Linked DNA regions of Ovis aries: region 2 is linked to region 1. A link is a contact called in public Hi-C data. All regions are on one chromosome and are shown on one strand. The core of a region is the stretch at or near the end of the contact, and the rest is flanking DNA. Distances in the headings are between cores, read along the strand shown.

The links. A called contact is a pair of places that touch in the nucleus more often than the background predicts.
Region 2: a contact with region 1 is called in a Hi-C map of hypothalamus, with 4 times the contacts expected there. The contact joins the promoter of TTBK2 here to the promoter of CDAN1 in region 1. A contact is called at or near these places in 6 of 16 Hi-C or Micro-C datasets (hypothalamus, liver, muscle and 2 more).

The regions. Positions count from the first base shown.
Region 1 is chr7:36,256,362-36,259,061 of ARS-UI_Ramb_v3.0, forward strand. CDAN1 (codanin 1) reads right to left here and starts at 1,406. Exons shown (of 30, transcript XR_006060526.2): 1 at 1,291-1,406; 2 at 569-1,056; 3 at 152-355.
Region 2 is chr7:36,388,857-36,391,556 of ARS-UI_Ramb_v3.0, forward strand. It overlaps TTBK2 (tau tubulin kinase 2), which reads right to left and starts at 1,399. Exons shown (of 16, transcript XM_042253050.1): 1 at 1,059-1,399.

The DNA of each region.
Region 1 (2,700 bases), core at 156-2,655:
CTCCACAGCCACACTCAGGTTCCTTAGAGACCTGTCCACAGCCCAGGAAACAGACCCAGGGTTCCCAGGAGACAAATTAATCACAGGGAAAAGCCCTGCAAATCCCACCCCCCAAAGGAAGCTGACATCCCCAGGAGCAGCAAAGCCATACCGCTCCTTCCTGAGCATCTCCCGCTCCTCTTGCAGACTTCTGCACCCTGAGGGAATCCCATGGCCCCAAGGGCTAGTGTCTAGGACTGAGGGTTGGGAACTGGGAACACAGCTGATTGGGGGTGAGGTGAAGCAAGTCTTGGGCTTGGAAAGTGATCGCTCTTCGCTCACTGGAGTTGGGTTGATCCTGCGGGAAGGCTTGGTCCTGTTGAAAAGCAGCCATAGGTTTTCCTAATTCCCATCTTCAAGCATCTCCCCCTCCACCAAAACATCTAGCACCCCTTGCAAAATGCCCCTCACCACGTAGATATTTCACCCCCTACTTTCTTGTTATTACCACGCTCTACTACAGAGCACCCAGCCTTAATTTTTTAACTCCCCTAGCAGAGCCATATTTTAGATGAGGGCTAATTCTCACCCTGCAGAGCCGGGGGGAACGGAGCCCACGGGAGGGAACTCCTCCAGGTTGCTGAGGTTTGGCGGATCAGAGCGCGCGAGGCTGGGGCTGCTGGGGCTGCCAGAGCTCCTGGGCCTCCGGCCCCCGGCCCAGGGCAGGCACTCCCCGCTGACCCCCTCCTCCAGGCCCCCGGGGCCGCGGCCTCGCTCGCGGGCCGGCCCCGGGCCCCGCCTCCTGCCCCCACGGCGGGCCGAAGGGGCGTCAGCAGCGGTGGCGCTCGAAGCCTCGATCGGAGGGAAGAGCTGGTTGCGCGCTCCGCGGCCGCCCCGCGGCGGGCCCCCGGATCTCCCTGGCAAGCCTGTCGAGGAGCCCGGGGCCTTGGCGGGGGTTGGGGGGCCCTGCGGGAGGACGCGGCTGCTCTGTTCCCTCAGGAAGTTCAGCAGGAATGGCACGAATTCCTTCCGCAGTGGCCGAAGTGAGCTCAGCGCGGCCGCCTCCCTGGGGTCATCCTGAGGGAGAAGCGGCGAGGGGAGAGAGAGTCAGTCAGCTGCCAGCCCGGGGCCGCGAGCAGCCGGGGCCGCAGGGCGTGCTGAGGGTGGCGGGCGGCCGGGGCAGCGGCCCCTAGTTGGAGCGCACTCGGCCCCGGCTGACAGCCAGGCACTCTAGAGGAATGGGACGGGAGGAGCGGTATCTCCCGCGGGAAGCAGCTTCAGGCCAGGCTGGGGGCGTGTCGGCGCTGTTACCTCCGAACTCTGGGCGCTGCGCGCGATCCACCGCACAGCGACTGCGACCGACAGCTCCTCTCGCAGCAGCGACTCCAAAACGGCCGCCATCCCGGTCAGGGCGCTCTGAGGCGACTGCGCAGGCGCCGGCGCGCCACGGGCGCCCTGGGAAGGGCGGGGCCGGCGCCGCCGGGCGACCGTTGGGCCGCGGGGCGGAGGGGGCAGGGCCAGGGGCGGGGCCGGGGCCGCCGCCGCCGCCGGCGGGGCTTCCCCGCACTGAGGCTCGACTTGGGCCTTGGCTCAAGGCCTTGGCTGGGTCCGTGGTTCCTGACAAGAGGCCCGGTGGCCCGCCAAGAGCAGTGTACTGTTGTCGGTGAAGCGAGGCCCCGGCTGCCCTGGCCCGAGGGTGACCTGCCGGGACTCGGGGACGCGGCGGGGAAGACCAAGGGTCCGGGAGAGCGGCCGGACCGTAAAGGTGAACTATTCTTCGGAGAAGATGCCTACGTCTTCTACGATAAGCACATTCTTTTCTTTCAAGTTTTCTAGATTCAATCGTCACTACCCTAAAGAAGTTACGATAAAGTTTGCTAAACTTCATTTTGACCTTGCCTTTCTCAAAAGCCGAGTTTTCAATCCCCTGCCCACTCGTTTTCCAGCAAGATCGATCATTAAGACTTTAAGACGGAGGGGCTTTTTAGGATCCTCCGCCCACAACCCTTAAAAGTGCCCCAGGCCACCCTGCACACAGAATCGCCGTCTTTATTACCCCTTATACGTTACACAAGGTTAATAGTTCAGCTACTTTGCAGTTAATAGGCATACACATGATTAGTTTCTGGTAGCTTATTTCTTAATTTTTCTTATTTCAAAAAATACGAGAATCACCTCTTTGGATGTTGCTGCTCACTGGGAACTCAAGAAAGGGACACCGGGCTGAGAAAAACAAACAGCACTAACATTCCAGGCCAAACCAAATCAGGAAGGGTGAAGCAGTGCCCGCGTGAAAGCCTCCTGAGAGGTCCCTTGGTTCAAAGGACAAGGAAAAAGAGGGGATGCTGCAAAGCAGAAATCACTCCAGTGATACAGGGACGTTTCCTGCAGAGAAGGGAAAAATACCTCCAACCAGCGATACAATGATGGGTTGAAACAGAGCTTTTAACACTTTCAATTTTATTACATGGGGAACCCTCTCCTCACATCAACCCTCTCCTCACATCTGTGAACCGTGGTTGTTGTCTGCAGAGGAAAATGAATACCTAGTTTCTCTTCCAGCGCTGCTTTTTCTAGGTCACTTCTGGATGTGGCACTGCATTTATAGAACACTTTCTGCTCCCTGTTGATCTTGTGACCTCCGGTGCATTCAATAACCATTAAATTAGAAAAATATTTCCCACTTCTGAAATCCAAACCATCACACAAATAGAACTAGAG
Region 2 (2,700 bases), core at 149-2,648, 130 kb after region 1:
CCGAAAGAAAACAGCAAATACATCTTTGCAGTCTAGCTTAGCAAATCAGTATTTAGAAATCAATGCAACTGTTATTAATGGATCAGAACCAAACACTGTAACAAAATACACTGAGTGGATCCTCCGTGTGTGTGCAGGTGCACATTCATAATATCATGATCCTCACATATGTGTTAAAAACTCAATTTTTATTTAATACCAAAGCATCTTTACATAATACATGGGTTATTATAAAATTGCCCTCTTTAATGTTCAAAAAAAGAACAATTTCCAAAGTGCAGGATGAGAAGAGTAATACCGGATTGCTGCCACCTATCAACTTTAATTCAAAGCAAAGTACAACTCAATGTCATTTATACCTCTAAGGCGACCACGACTGAAATAAAATTAAGTTCACTGTGGATAAAGTATCCTGGCATCCCACTGGATTATTTACTTCTGATTTGATAGTAAGTATGTGTAGAGTCTTTTGTCCCTCCCGCAACATTCCAGGGTGTCAACACCATCTTAGTCAAAGGAAATGAGGAGCAAATCCCTCAGGTCTACCTCGCACCCTAAGTATCAGAAAGTCACGGTTTCCACGGTCGTTACTACACAACAAACAGATTCTATAGTCCCGTGCCCTCTTCTATTAGATCTGGGAAAGCGAGGTGGGAAAGAAGTGTTTAGTATATCCTGAGAATCCTCTGTGTTCAGTCCTGGTACCCGAAGCAGCATGAATACAAGTGGTATGTGGGTCACCCACAGAGAGAGAGACAGAACGAAGCTTTGTGACCCTCCCAAGTTCAGTGAAGACACCAAAAGCCTCTGGGGATACGGGGCACAACCCTCCGGGGAAACCGGGGAGAAGCAGACGGTCTCCGAGTTGGAGTGATTGAGTCTGGCGCAAGCCCAGGGCGTGGGTAGCGACCGAGGAGTCTCCGGTACCCCTCCCCTCTACACCAGGGTCCGTCACTGGGCGAGGGGCGCGGCCGGAGGAAGGGGTCAGGACCGAGAGAGGGCGGGGGGCGGGGCTCCCCCAGCGGCGTCCTGCGGGGGTCGCGGGGGGTGTGTCCTACCTGGGCCGTGGCGGTCTCAGGGATTTCGGAAGGAGGGCTCGGGTCCAGCTCAGGGCCGGGACCGGCAGCGGTCAACCCTCAGCAGACGGGACGGCCGCCGCCTGCCCATCCCCCACCGCCAAGTGCGGCGGGACCGGAGCGCGGCTTCGAGGGCCGGCCGGCTGGGTAGTCCCCTCGGGTACCGTCCGCGTTTACTGGCGGCGGCGGCGGCTGCTGCTGTTACTGCGGCTGCTGGACGCCCCCAGCCGCTGTGCTTGTGCCAGCCTCTGCTCCTCCTCCTGCCCCCGCCGCCGCCGCCTGGTCCCCACCGCTCCCATCGCCGCTGCGGCGACTACTGCAGCGCCCGCTGACCCGACCCGACGTTATTCTCCCCCTTCGCAACCCAGCACAGCCTAGCCCACCTGCCCTGCCAGTGCGCACGCCCACCTCTCCGCCACAGGTGCTGATTGGAGAGCGCGTCCCAAGCCCGCCAAGTCGGTTGGCTGGTCCCATTGCCTATCACGAAAGGGGCGGAGAGTCAGGCAAAGAGCGTCTCCGCCCCCCACCGGAGAATTGCCGCTATCTTCAGGTTTGCCTGAGAGGGCGAGTTACCGGGAAAGGAGCATCACAATGGCAGCGCGCGTGCGCGCGGGAATTCTGGTCCTTGTAGTTCCAGCCGCAGCCGCAACTGCCCTCTCGTCCCGAGCAGCGAAGTAGGGCTTCTGAGACTGGTGTTTGGCGCATAGTGGTGTCGTCCTAACTCAGCAGTTATCTTGGTTATAGAGACACAGTTATGACGCCAGGATTGGTCTTTTCGGAGGAAGATCGGAAATGCTTTGTCACGATACGAATTTACACACACCGAGGTGTTCGGTCGTGAAGGGCCCCAAATCTTGAGGCCCTGCCTTGCCACCTCCTCAGAACCCTCGCTGCCAGGATCTGGCAAACTGGCTCTATCCCCAGAACAGCCTAACATGAAGCTATTCACCGGTGTGTACTGGGAACAGGCCTGAAAGTGTAAGGAAGAAAGGAGACCAAGACCGCCAGAAAGGAGTCAGCCTGGAGCCCGGCGTATCCTTACGGTTTTCAAGAACAAGATTTCGCTCCCTTTTTGGGAAACACCCCCAGTGAAGGGTTCAATGAGCAGCCCCCGTGAGGTGTCCAGTATGGGCTTCTGGGCGACACTGCGGGAGTCCCACTAAGACTTTAAAAGAAAAGCGAGAAGGGCGGAGCAACGAGGCTGTGTGGGTTAATTTGTCTTTGGTGTATCAAGCTCTTTGGTAAAGAGGAAACCTTATGATAAAACCCCTCTGCCATCCTTACCCACCAACTTACCGAAGAAAAAGCTCAAAGAGGTTAACAGCTTTCCTAGAGCTACAAAACTAATTAGTGGAAGAACCAAACTCCAGTCTGGTAAACTCCCGTGTCCGGTGCTGTAATAATCACAGTGATTCCCAGGAGCCTGAAATCCCATGGATTGAAAAGATTGTGATGAATTCTTAGCTTCATTTTACTCTAAATCTTTTTATTTCCTCGTGACCTTATGATTAAAGTTGATTAAGAATATATAATGATTAAATATGAATCCTATATTCAGTCTCATAACTATTATTGAATCTGTTTCTTGTTCAGGAAATGCCACAGCCTCTTGACATTCTTTGAA